Regions from separate parts of the Drosophila melanogaster genome. Here region 2 is linked to region 1. The links are chromatin contacts, called in public HiChIP or PLAC-seq maps. All regions are on one chromosome and are shown on one strand. Each heading gives the region's core, a stretch centred on a gene start, on an enhancer-like site or on the middle of the called end of the contact. The rest is flanking DNA. Distances are from core to core; before and after follow the strand shown.

Evidence for each region. HiChIP or PLAC-seq counts read pairs in DNA pulled down with a chosen protein or histone mark.
Region 2: a POLR2A S2P HiChIP or PLAC-seq map of the Kc167 cell line shows a contact between it and region 1, with 4 times the contacts expected there. The contact joins the promoter of CG9986 here to the promoter of CG4951 in region 1. A contact is called at or near these places in 21 of 107 Hi-C or Micro-C datasets (the D17-c3 cell line, the Kc167 cell line, the ML-DmBG3-c2 cell line and 9 more) and 2 of 6 datasets of contacts at active chromatin or transcription factors (both in the Kc167 cell line).

Annotation. Positions count from the first base shown.
Region 1 is chr3R:27,951,725-27,958,312 of dm6, forward strand. It overlaps CG4951, which reads right to left and starts at 2,388. Exons shown (of 7, transcript NM_001104480.2): 1 at 2,278-2,388; 2 at 1,774-2,222; 3 at 1,420-1,617; 4 at 1,269-1,361; 5 at 1,033-1,200; 6 at 751-958; 7 at 327-690. The coding sequence starts at 2,328. The coding sequence ends at 517. Nep7 (Neprilysin 7) reads left to right here and starts at 3,193. Exons shown (of 2, transcript NM_143346.3): 1 at 3,193-4,442; 2 at 4,507-5,602. The coding sequence starts at 3,297. The coding sequence ends at 5,514. Gp93 (Glycoprotein 93) reads left to right here. Exons shown (of 5, transcript NM_143344.3): 5 at 1-427. The coding sequence ends at 101. CG42487 reads right to left here. Exons shown (of 4, transcript NM_001170281.3): 2 at 6,083-6,588; 3 at 5,948-6,020; 4 at 5,632-5,895. The coding sequence ends at 6,464. It also overlaps CG4884.
Region 2 is chr3R:28,603,570-28,610,157 of dm6, forward strand. CG9986 reads left to right here and starts at 2,510. Exons shown (of 3, transcript NM_143366.3): 1 at 2,510-2,785; 2 at 2,842-4,141; 3 at 4,201-4,803. The coding sequence starts at 2,599. The coding sequence ends at 4,321. Hrb98DE (Heterogeneous nuclear ribonucleoprotein at 98DE) reads left to right here. Exons shown (of 6, transcript NM_170374.2): 5 at 39-129; 6 at 1,893-2,208. The coding sequence ends at 112. It overlaps CG10011, which reads right to left. Exons shown (of 6, transcript NM_143367.3): 4 at 6,393-6,576; 5 at 6,077-6,332; 6 at 4,370-6,009. The coding sequence ends at 5,826.

The sequences.
Region 1 (6,588 bases), core at 1,138-3,637:
ACGAGGAGGAGGAGGATGATGCCGAGGAGACCGCCACCGGCAGCCAGGAGAGCGGCAACGCCGATGATGAGGAGGAGGAGCAGCAGCACGACGAGCTGTAAACTACTTCACCTCACCCACTGTCCAAATAGATTGTACATAAGAGTGTGAAGTTCAGACTGAGTTTTAAACCGCCACCGGGTGGCCGGGCGGGCACTCCATCAACATTACACGCTAGATTCTAAGTAAAATAATTTCGTAGTCCTTCGCCCACGCCGTCATCACCGCCAGTCGCCCAGAGAGCACTCCACCATTTCAGCCAGCACACTTGGTTGCTCAAGCGTTTTCTTTTTTCGAAAGCAAGTGAATTATGTATTTATACAATGTAATATGCTTAGTACACAACAGATTCCAATCAAAACAAATAAAGACAAATGAATTTAAAACTAAAACAACTGCCTATTTAATATGGCGCGCAATGTAAAATTTCCGCAATCGGATACCAAAAAATAGTTAAAAAGTGAATTGATTGCTCGATCAGTCAAGATCGGAACTCAGCGGCTCATCGTTCAGGGCCCTCAAGTAGGTGTTGTACTTCATCTGGTCGCGGATCTGCTGCACGGCCTCCGATTGGGACAGCGTGTATGTGTCCATAAAGAGGCGCACTATCCACAGCGGGAGCAGTCCGTTCACCAGCAGCGACGTGTGGTTCTGGTAATCGGGACATGTTAGGATGGATATGTGTGTCACTCCAGGACGCCCCAAACTTACGCTTCGACTGCTGTAGACCTCGCCCAGTTTCTTGAGCATCTGCTGGTGAATGCTCTTGCTCAGTATGTCGATGACGTCCATGTGGGCAATGTTCATGTAGTGACTGGTGCGCGGCTTGAACTCGCGCTCCTTGAACAGCTTATCGAAGTCGCTGCGATAGTTTTCGAACGTATTCAGCACCTCGTCCTCGCCCATTTTTTCCAAGAGTCTGAGCCAATCAAAAGAACGCAAGTTGAAGGCACATTCGTGTTCGCTTTATTTGCATCTAGTCGAGTCACTTACAAAATCTTAACCTCGCGCGGCTTGGGCGTGTCCAGCATGCTGTCCAGCCGCTGCAATGCATTGAACCGCCCTCCGTCCATGTGTTCCACCTTGAAATCTTTGGCCGGCACTGGCGATACTCGTTTCACTTTGGGCTTGGGTCCTCTGCTCTTGCCGCTCCTGGTCTCGCTGAAAATGGCAGCCAGGGAAATGATGAATGAAACTGATCGCTATAGCACCATATTTCTATGGCTTACCCAACTACGAAGTTTTTGAATCGACTCGGGCGTATGGGCGATCGGCCGGAGCGGCGTGCAGGCTTGGCCTCAACGGAGCTGGATCTGGAATTCCTGCGAATAGATCAATAGGCTCTTAGTTCTCTCACATCCTAGCCTTCGCCTAACTCACTGCTGTGATGGACTGTGCGATCGCTTAATGCGGTTGCTCTGCTGCGAGGAACTGGGGCTGCTGGAAGAAGCCTTATCCTTTTCGCCTCCTTGGGAAATGGACCTGCGCTCGCTCTTGATCTTGGTTGGTTGGCTGGCCGTGGTGGAGCTCTTGTCATCCTCGTTGTCGGCGTCAATGTGCTTGGGCTTCGATTGTGTGCTGGAGGGGAAACATGCAGTGGAGAAAACATTAAAATGCATTCAACTTCGGTACATAAAATGTGAAAGGTGCAAAGGTGGTTCATAGCTATTGGGATCAAAAACCACACAATCCAAGCCTATGGAGTATTTGGGACTAATTAATAGGGTTTCCTACCCCGCTTTTGGCTTGGATCCTGAGTTTGCTACGCGGATCTTGCGGGATGTGGGTCTGGTGCCATTTGTTTCTGCTTCCGTGGCAAGCTCGCGCTTGGCGGGAATGACGTCCACAATGGTGGTGTCCTCTTGTGTTATGTACTGCAGCTGTAGGTCCAGGCAGAGATCCTTGGAGCTGGACTCCGTACCGGCCAGAAGAGCGACCGTTGCAGGATGCGACTTATTGGTCGCCTGGACGCGCACGATGATGTGATCGATAATGAGCTCGGTGTCCAGTTGGTAGGCATCCTGCCACTGCTTCAGGTTCTCGAACAGGCGCCATAGACCACACTCAATCCGGCTCCACCGATCCGCGGTCATCCAATGGAAATCATTCTTGGATTCCCGCTCAAAATGGGTCACAGGTGTCGGCAGAACTTTGACGCTGCAGATGACGCGGTGCTTCTTGTACTGAAATGGGAGCTGCTTTAGGACATGGCGGATCACACATCTCAGTGGCTTTTACCTGGTATAATTGCGAAATTAGTTGGCAATCACCGATGGCGGAAAATGACATTTTTATAAAATTGCTATGCGTCCTGATGTGACCGTAGCCGCTGACAGGCACAGCAACAACAATTCGGGGCGGATCTTTGGGCACACTACGAGCGCTTTGGTGGTCTATCGATTGTATTTTTTTATCGACGTTTGGGCGGCAAAAAAGTATCAACTTAAGCTGAATTCAATTCATAAATATTCATTATCTGGAGAAAACTGCAAAATGTTTTTTTGGAACGTGACAAGAAATACTTTTACGTTTTACCACAGAGATCTCTATAGAAAGTATAAAAATAGTAATTATGCATAATGAACATATTAAGAATCCACCTGATATATGCATTTATTTATAAAAAAAAACAACAAAGATAAAAAAGTGTTAAGTGTTAATTAGGACAAAAGTTCAGAACGTGTTCACAATGTGCAATCGTGTGACACAAGTGACGATGAGATTTTGAAACCAAAACTGAGAATTGTTTTTACTCTGAATGAATGAGGGGCGCTATCAATGAATCTCCCAGAACTTACAAATCCTTATCAACAGAAGCGTGTGGCTTAGGTCAAGTCTCGCCAAGAGAACAGCCGGACTACACAGTGCAGCAAAATCGTTCCCATTCTGCGAAAGTGGTTACCTAAAAACTAAGTTGGCTAGAGAGATAGCTTGGATGCCCATGACCTCCTCCTTATTATTCAAAGCAGTGGCTTAGAATGCGCACCAAAGATGGTGAAAGTGTGCGGAACGACGTCATAGTAATATAATTCATTATAATCTCTGTTGTCCAGTGCTGCTGGTCAACATGATTGCGAAAAAAAAGCACACGCCGATGGGATCGGAGAGATGCTGCTGCTTGCTCAGTTCTCAATCGCGTTCCGGATTAGGTAGTCGAGCTTGTTGGGTTTTTCAAATAATCCGGGTCGATCGATCACTGGCCGCACTACTTTATTATATTATACAAACTGCGTGTGTGCCCTGCGAATCGGACCAATATGCTCTCAATCTCGAGCTACTTTCGACTGCCCCTATACACGCGGCTGGCAGTTTGCATCCTGATCTGCGTGATTTTGAATGACTGCGAGGCCAGGAGTATTGGCGACGAGTCCCATGAGAACGCGATTACGGATGAGACGGCCGACTACCTGCGATCCCATGGCGCCATGATGAAGTCCTATATGAACTTCAGCGTCGATCCGTGCGACGACTTCTACGAGTTCGCGTGCGGCAACTGGAAGAACGTGAAAACGCCGCGGCAATCGCCCCATAGGCGGAGCAATATTCTGGACATCAGCTACACACTGATGGACGTGACGGAGCAGCTGCTGACCAGGACAAAGTTGGCGGAGGCACTGAACGTGTCCGCCGAGCTGCTCGTTGCACAACGCTTCTACAATTCCTGCCTGGCGGCCGAGCTCTTTCCGCGGCCCGCTGCCGATCCCGCTTATCTATCGGTTATCAGGTCGCTGGGTGGTTTTCCCGCCGTCGACAGAGACGCCTGGAACGCCTCCAGCTTCAGTTGGTTCAACATGAGCGCCCATCTCAGCAACTACGGCGTTCGCAGTTTGATCCACGAAGAAATTCTGCCGCAGCATCCCTTCAATCCGTACTTCAAGCTACCCGAACTGGGCTTTGACCATGTCGTCCACACCGCTCACGTTGCCAATACGAGCTCGCGGGCCTACCAGCTCAACGAGCATCGCATGCGTGGCTACCTGAAGGAATACAATCTCACGAAGGATGAAATCTCTGCCGTGATCGAAGGCGTCTTTGCTTTTTGGAGCGAGGCGCTCAGTATTGAGGATAAGTTCGAGAGCGATAGGGATAAGTGCGATTTGCTCAGTGAGATTGAGGAGGTGCCGCGATTTGGTCAGTGGAGGAGCTACTACGAGATAGCCTGGAATGGTATAGACTTTTACAACGGCTCGTCCGGTGGCGAATTCTGCGACTTTTACTATGTGGAGCTCGACAAGGTGTGCGCCAAGCATACGGAGGCGGTGGCCAATTATCTAGCCATGCGGTTTCTCTACCGCATGGACGACAAGCTGAAGGAGCCCAAGCAGCCGGAGGACCAAAAGGTTAACTGCTTGATGATCGTCCAGATGACGCTGCCAAATCTGTTCAACAGGCTCTACATGGCGGTGAGTTGGATGCTGTGAATATGTGAAGCTTAGCTTTTCAATTGATATCAACTAACTTTCATAGGAGCACTTCACCGACGAGAAGCACTCGGAGATCTCTGACATGGTGACCGAAATGCGAAAGGCCCAGCGACAGATCCTCGAGAGTGTGGAGTGGTTGGACGCGGAGACGCGAGCAGAGGCTCTGAGCAAGGAGGCCGGCATCACGCCAGTAATCGGCAGTTACAAAAACGAAGAGCTGTCGGACACTCTAATCCGCGAGATCAACAATCTGACCATTGTTGAAGGCAGCTATGCCCAGAGTTTGATCAATCTGCGAGTATTGGGCACCTATCTTCATCGCTACGCTGGCTTACATGCGGACGAGCTGCCCAAGGACACAAAGCCACTGACACTGCTCGTGGGAATGCAGGTGAACGCCTTCTACTACAATCTGGATAACTCGGTGTACGTGATGGCGGGAGTACTGCATCCGCCTGCGTACCACCGTTCATGGCCCGATTCCTTGAAGTTCGGCACCATTGGCTATCTGATAGGTCACGAGTTGACCCACGGCTTCGATACGGAGGGCTCCAGTTTCGACAGCGCCGGCGAAGTACGCGACTGGTGGTCCAGGAAGTCGGAGGCGGTATTCCAGGAACGGGCGCAGTGCTATGTGGATTACTTCAACCAATACTTGATACCGGAAATCAACCAGACAATTCGCGGCAATGAGACAAGGGACGAGAACATAGCGGACGCCGGTGGCTTGAGGGCCGCACTCACCGGCTATCGAAACCACATGAAGCAGCTGCAACGAAGTGGAGCGGATGGGGAGACGTTGGCTCACAAAAACGAGCAGATGCCCGGCCTCGACCTGTCGCCGGAGCAGCTCTTCTTCGTGGGATTCGCGCAGCTGTGGTGCGCCGACTACGAGCCGGAGCACTACTGGGAGGAGCTCACTGGCGCACATACCGTCGATAAGTATCGGGTGCTGGGTGCCGTTTCCAACAACGACGATTTTGCTGAGGTCTACAAGTGCCCACTGGGCAGTCCAATGCATCCGAAGGCTGAGAGTTGTCGGATGTGGTGACCATAAGTCGTATATAAAGGAAAAGATGTAAAATACTCTAGATGTTCAACTACAAAATAAATGAAAACAGGAAAAATAATGCAAATCGACGATATAGTCTTACACATTTCTGCAATTGAGTTAACTCACTCGACTTTACCCATTTACTCTTAATAGTCTCTTTATTTCTAATTGGTTTTAATGAGCAACGTGCTCTGAGGATTTGAAGGCGTTGGGTCCCCGGTAATTCTCGACCAGCAGGGATTTGTAGCGCCTCAGGTGGACGCTGAGTCCTTCCTCGCGCTCGCTGACGGAGAGGATTGAGACGCGGGCCACGACCAGATGGGAAGGATTCGATTGACTAAAGCCTCGGATTACGTCGATTTCATCGCCGACTTCCAGCTGTAAATGGTAAATCATAAGATTGAATTCGATCTATATATGGACTCCATACCTGGGCACTCTTTTTGGGCAGCTTCTTTCCATTGACGCGTATCTTGCTCTCGTAGAAATTCAGTTCCACTTTGCTGTGGGAGGTAAGACATCATGGTTATTGGGGGCATTTAGAAAACCTTCGGCTGTTTCTTACTTTCTCGCCATGCCCAGGCCAGCTTTCAGTAGGAGATCGGCGCGCAGTGAGTTCACCTTGGTCTTGACCACCTTGGAGTCCCTTTCGTCCTTGAAATCCTCATCATCCTCGTCGTCGCTGTCCAAGTCATCCGATGCTCGTGAGGATTTCTTGTCGTACTTCCACGCTGAAGCACTGGTGTGTACAGGAGCCTGCAGCTCTAAGGTGGTTGAGAGTTTAGGCAGACTTTTAGATGGAAATGGCGTCCTTAGGGATCTTCCTAGTCGGGCTATTTGACGAAAAGTCCGGAGCATTTTGTGTGGGCGCCTTAACAATTACGATAACAAACTGAATAACATAACCTAAAAACTACAGCTGTTGCGGTGGCGTTGCCAACCATCTCTAGGACTTGTTTGCCTTTTTGTTTCGTTTCTTTTTGGGTTTCTTGTCGGGATTAGGACGCACTTGGTAGACAGTAAGGGGGCGATAGTTGTGCAGATCTGCGGGCAGGAAATCATCATCATCAT
Region 2 (6,588 bases), core at 1,260-3,759, 650 kb after region 1:
ATTGGATATGTTCCTAACGATCCTGGGTTTTCTTTTAGGCGGTGGCAATCAAGGCAACTATGGCGGAAACAATCAGGGCTTCAATAACGGTGGCAACAACCGCAGATATTGAGAGAGATTCCGGACGAGGTGAGACATCCAAATAACCACTACTAACACAAAAATATACATAGTCCAAGGCGAATTCAGGCCATAACTAACCGCTTATCTATCCCGTATGACCATTAATCTTTCGCTTGATTTGACAAACATATGTTGTGTGTTTTTTTTTTTTTATAATAGCGCCCTTATCGGCATTTTTGGTAGTTTATAAAGCATATTGAGACTAAAAAGCAAAACGGCTGAGACAGTCCGACCCACCTTACTCAACAAACTTATATACGTATTTACACTTTTAAGTATTTAGAGAACAAAAACCCATCAACCAATTAAGAACTCCTTTTCATACCAATTGTTTTAAATAACGTTTCTCATTTATCGACATTTTATAGGTGATAAAGTAAAAGTCGCTCAGTATAATCCCAAAATTCAAAGTCAAGTAAACGATACGCAATTCAATGATCAATATGATGAAGTATGAACGCACGTTCATAGTCCTAAGAAGTTTTCCGAGCACCACAAACCAAACATTACAGATTGATTGATCAGGATCAGTGCAGTGCAGTGAAGTCGTAAGAAGTTTGGTTCAGTCTTGGATTAGAACAGAAAGAGAGATCAGTACCAAGCAAGACCAGACCAATACAGAGTGCAGTGCAGTGCAGAGCAGTGTGTGAGCTAAACAGAAGAAACACAGCAAGTGGCAGTACACGTACACAGAAGGTGACCAGGATTCCATTCAATTTGTCTTTGCAAGCGATGATAAATTGAATGTCAAGAGGCGCATCGAAAACTATCCAATACCCACAGAATTGTAATCTATAATTTGCAACCCATATGTAGCAGCCCATATAAGTAACATTGTAATTAGATCCACAAAGCCGACGACAGGCCAAACATTTGTATCTCCACCACACGAGCAACCAACCAACCAACCTACTTAAAACAACCAGTCATAAACGAATCAGCTATGTAAAACTTCAAGGCGGCAGCCGAGAGATATGTTTCTTTGGTTGCAGACAGCTCTCCAGTCCATCGGCTGCCGGCAACTTTTGATAATCAGAGCAGAAAACACAAAATATATAAAAACATGTATTACATTTTACAACTTTACTAGGCTAAGTTCTCATAGAATTAAATCGAGTAGAGCGTGCGGAGCGACTTCTGCATCCATCCGCACGCTACCCTAGTCTTAATAATTTTACTATTCAAGTTCTAAGCGAACCTGACCGTGTGTGGAGGAATCTAGATACTTAGATTTTTGAATAAGTGTCGACATGGATATAACCTCTTCCGCTGCTTAGATGTAACCGATCAACAAACAACCTTTATTGTAATTTATACCTTTTAGCAAGCAGTCTGTCTGAGGAGTCAGCGCAATTATACTTAACAAAATTTACATTTTAATGTAGCTAAAAAATACAAGATGCAAAAAAAAAAAATAAGCAAGTGTCCCGCAATTGATGTAAACTCTGACGAAAGAACAAAAAGTATATAGCTAAGCCAAAGCCTCGTAGTTTTCTATATTTCTGTAGCAGCATCAGCAAAAGGATCTCGATCAGAATGAGAGTGTATTGCAGAGGTAACAAGGTGCAGCAAGTCTGACCAGGTCCAAAAGCCAGCCAAGAATATGTACTTTACTATAGCATTTGTTGTGGGCGGGCCATTAACGTCGTTCGAGAGTTCTCCTTTCACTCGCTTAACAGGAATCATTTTCCCCTTTTATTTGATTTGCCCCCCGCCTGCTGTACCATGTCATTTACAACCATGTATATTATTGTAATTTCTGTTGCCAGTTGGCTGCGAAAAGTATGCGAAGCGCTGAAAGACTGCCGCCGCGCTACTGAATGCAGCCACGGAAGGTGCCCGCGTTTGCTAGCAACTCCGGTCGCTGGGTTTCGGTTCCCTCTGGGTAAGTAATCCTCCGCAGATCCCAAATCCGGAAAAAGTTGTAACTTTCAGGTGGTCTGAATCGGCTCGTCGCACCTGAGGATGGAATGGATGTTGAACGGTTTCCCCTCTGCACCATCGTAAATATACGACTTTTATTTATTACTTCATTTTATTTTCATTATTACTATCTTTGAATAAAGAAATTTCAGAATACCAAACAAAATGATTTTCGTTTCATTTTGAATTAAAATTTCACCAGTGGGGGAAAATAACGGTATTTGAACAATAATGGCGTTGCGAATGTAACGTGATTGGCGTAAAATCGCAAATTCCGTTTTATATAGTTGAATGATTTTCAAAGCATTCATTTTGTTGCATTTAATGTTAAATTTTAATTAGTCCACTGAAAATAATAAATCATGATAAATGAGCACTGTGTCTGTCACTTTGTTGTTGGTTTGAGTCTTCTCTAAGTGGTGAATAAGTTTTCTGCGATATATTTAAGCGGTCGCAATACGGTCATACTAATTGCATTTCTTTTAGGCAGGGGGCGTTAACTTGCGAATTAATGACTATAACTAACTAAAACACCGACTAAGGACCTCTGAAATGGACTCTACTGCCACTCGCACGCTGCCCTTTGTGTACAAGTATAAAAATCATAAAGGCCAAGACTGCGAATCCCGGCTGGACATCACTTTTCCCTTTGACCAGGAAAATCTGGAGGAGTGTATCACCCAGCTGATGGCTCCCAACCAGATGGACCCTATGATGCGGTACCTGGACGAGAATATCAGTGAGTATCAGTATGTGCGGATGGAGTACCAGCTTTAGTCTTGCTATTCCAATTAGAACTCGAACGGGAGCTGCAGAAATTCGTGGATACGGAGCAGCAAAATTTCCTGGACGACCAAGCCGAAAAGCTACTCAAACAGGCGGCCAACGAGGAGATGGACATCGAGGCCATTGTGCGGGACACAGAGAGGCTGTACAAGGAGGAACTACTGCAATTTGCCGATCGTGTGGGTCCCAGCGATGCTGACATATTCGCCCAGAGCTTCCATCGCCTGGTGCACTCTTCGTCCCTGGAGGACATACTCAAGCGAGAGCGTGCATATGCCAAGGTGGTGTCCGACATGACCGATCTTATGGACAGCGAGGTGGAGACGTTGAACAACTCTCAGCAGCAGGAAATGGATAGCCAGATAAATCAGTTGGACATCACCACCACCTCGGAGGATATCAACAATCTGCTGGCGCAGCAGTACACCACGCAGAATTATGTGCGGAAGCGATACGAATCCGAACTAGAAGCAATGATGGGTCATCAGAAGAATGAGTATCGAAATTGGATCACCAGTCAGGTCAGTCAGATGTTTCAAGTGTCGCCGGTGGCCACGCCGCTGGGTAACCGCTCCTCCATGTTCGTCTCGCAACAGCCCTCCATGGAGGAGAGCTTCACCATTCACCTGGGCTCCCAGCTGAAGCACATGCACAACATACGCATCCTGAGTGCCAATGTCACGGAGCTCTGCAGTCCGCTGCACGCCGAGGAGAGTCTTAATGGCCTTAACATGGCTCTGGGATTGTACTCCAGTTCCCTCTGCGGCGTCGTCGTGCTGACCCCATCGATTCAGGCCCAGGCCAACAAGAATATCATTAAAAATGCCAACAAGTCCACCGAGTTTCATTTTGAGCAAATAGACGTTCAGATGGAAAAGATCGAGAAGCAGATTAAGAATTTGACCACTGAAGATTCCAGTGGCAGTAGTACTAGCAACAGCAGTGCCGAGGGCAGTGGCACACCCTCGCCGACCAAGAAGAGCGTGCCCAGACTGAAAACAGGCGACTTCTTCATCACCAAGCACTCGAATCTCTCGCAAACGCATGTTATTTTTCACCTGATTTCGGACGAACCCATCAACAGTCCCAGTGAGATCAACTCGCGGCATCCAGTGATCTTGGGTTTGCGAAACATCCTAAAGACAGCCAGCAGGCACGACATCACCACGCTGACCATTCCGGCTCTGCTGCGTCACGAGATGAGCGAGGACATGACCGTCCAGTGGTGCATCAGAAGAGCAGAGCTGGTGTTTAAGTGCGCCAAGGGGTTTATGATAGAATCTGCATCTTGGGGCGGAGCTGAGTTAAGGTGGCTATTGAGGTTTTGCAACGTGTGAACGTTTTTGCTAATTGTTTTTCCAATTTCAGCACCTTGCAACTGCTACTGCCTGATGACATATCGGAAAGTTTGTTCACCACTCTGGCGGGAATGGTTCCCAGCGTTTTTCACGTGGCCAATCCCAAGATACTTGTGGACACCAGCAAGTAGGCCGCGAAAACATTCCTCAAACTTCACTTTGCAAATAGACTTTAAATTATTTGTATGAATATACAGTTTTATTCAGATTCAGAGTTATATATGTATGTATATGCTTCGTTATTCGTCGCTTCGCTCAAAAAGTTGTTTAAACTTCAACACACTCAGAATTTTCTGTAAATGTTCCTGTATCAATTTTTGTCAATAATTCATCGCAACCTTTTCAAAACTACAACACTACAATGTATAAGTACATATTCTCATATATATAGTTATATTTTAGGCATAGGTATCATGTGTGTATATTACTTCCAAATGTAAATGTTTATCTTTGGTTTCGAACCCCCATGCATTTCGTGTTGTGTGTGTATCTCTGTGGATTGTATTTTAGTCTGTTCGGTTATCTATTACGATTATAATAATGATACTTTGAATAACTCTGACCATTAACTTGTAAATATGCTTTTGAAATATATATTTATGTATATCTAAACAATTGTATTCTGCGGTATGTTATAGGTTTGTTAACAATAATTCGGTTTTTTCTGTTCATTAACATTTCGCTGTTCAACTATGCTTCGTTTTATTCTTTTTGGATTTAGCCCAGTGCGTTGTTTGTTGTGTCTGTGATTTGCTGCTTTGCAGTGGGAGTAGAGTTTCAGAAAATATTTAATTAATGCTTCAGTTGTTTATGTGTATTTGATTGGTTTGTCCGGCTTAAGGGTTACATAAAATTAGTGACAAGTGTTAAGGTACAGGAACGGACCGCTTTGAGTTTTTAGGTGCGAGCAATATAATACACATATATCGTATCTCTGGGATCTTTCTTGTGCCTTTAAAAGCACAAAGTGGGAGTGGATAATCGGTTTTTGGTACTTTGGAAACTGGTTTTAAAGAATTGACATAAACAGCGTAATTAATTGGTAAAGTAGCTCGTATAAATAAATTACGTTTCTATAGCCGATTGCCAATAAATGCGCATTGGAGTAGTATGGCCTTCAGAGCACGATCCCTTGTCTTTGGGAAGCCTGTTCCAGCATAAATTATATTTTATAGTTAAATTATAAGCCGATGCTCTGACTTACGCAATGTGATTTAATAAATACTTTAAAATTAATTCTGAGAACAGTGCTGAGTCTGAGCTCTCTTAAGTATACATTCGTGTCGTGATCTATTTAAATTTCGTTAGTTTTTGCTACATTGAAGAAGAATCTGCTACAGTTCGCATGCCAAAAATGTAATGAAGTATTCTATATATGGGATTTTAGCTTAATACCTGGCGCATGCCTTAAACTACGTCGTATGGGTAGTATGCCTAAATATATTTAGTTAAATCAGAACATATTCAAAAGTTTACTAAAATTGAAACTATCACAAAAAACAAATACTTTCTGAAAAGTACTAAGGTATATAAACTCAAATAAGTTACGATTTAAGGGTTGAGTATGCAAGTGGGTGTTTTGATGCCTTAAGGAGTGAGTTTTTGGGGAGCACATTAATATTTAATCCGGTGCGTTTACATTTGACTCTCCTTGCGCCACTGGAAGGTGCCCGACTTGACGCCAATGCTGGAGGAGCCCTGATTGCTGCTGGAAGAGAGTATGTTGTTGGTGCGCCGGATCAACTGGGAGGCGGCATCAAAGCGACTGCGGATGAGCCGCATTGCTGGATTGCTGGATACTCCGCTGCGCTTGCTTTTGCTGTTGGAGAAACATAAAAATCCATGAGTTCTTTGATTTTAAATTATTCAGTTTTAGCTTTTCTTACCCCGACGAGCTGGGCTGGTTTTCCTTGAGGTTGCCCAGAATAATACGCATGTGCGTATCTCGCGCGAAATGATTATCCGGCAGCTTGGCACCTCCGCCACTGCTGGTTCCGGCCCTCTCATCGTCCACGAAGGCATTCAGACCCGGAAGTTGCCCGGGTGAACTCAATTCGCTGCTGGGCGAGTGAGGGGGCGTGGCGTACAGCGGCGACATGCACTCCATGTCGTACATGTCCGCCTCGTTGGTCATGTTGGATGCTATATGGAGACCAATAATGTAAGCTGGAAGCTGGGCTATAGAAACACTGTTGAACTTACCAAGCTGATGCTCGCTGAGATCGGGCAGAACTTGAGAGTGCCGCTGAGCCCCTCCGCCTCCACCACTGGACTTGTGTCCTGCTGCTCCTGAGCTGGAAGCGTGCTTCGAGTTGACCATCAGATTATTGCGTGAGCTTAGTTTGCTTTGTCGCTGCAATTGCTGTGTAAAGGTAAGCGGCGCTTGCTGTTGAGGATT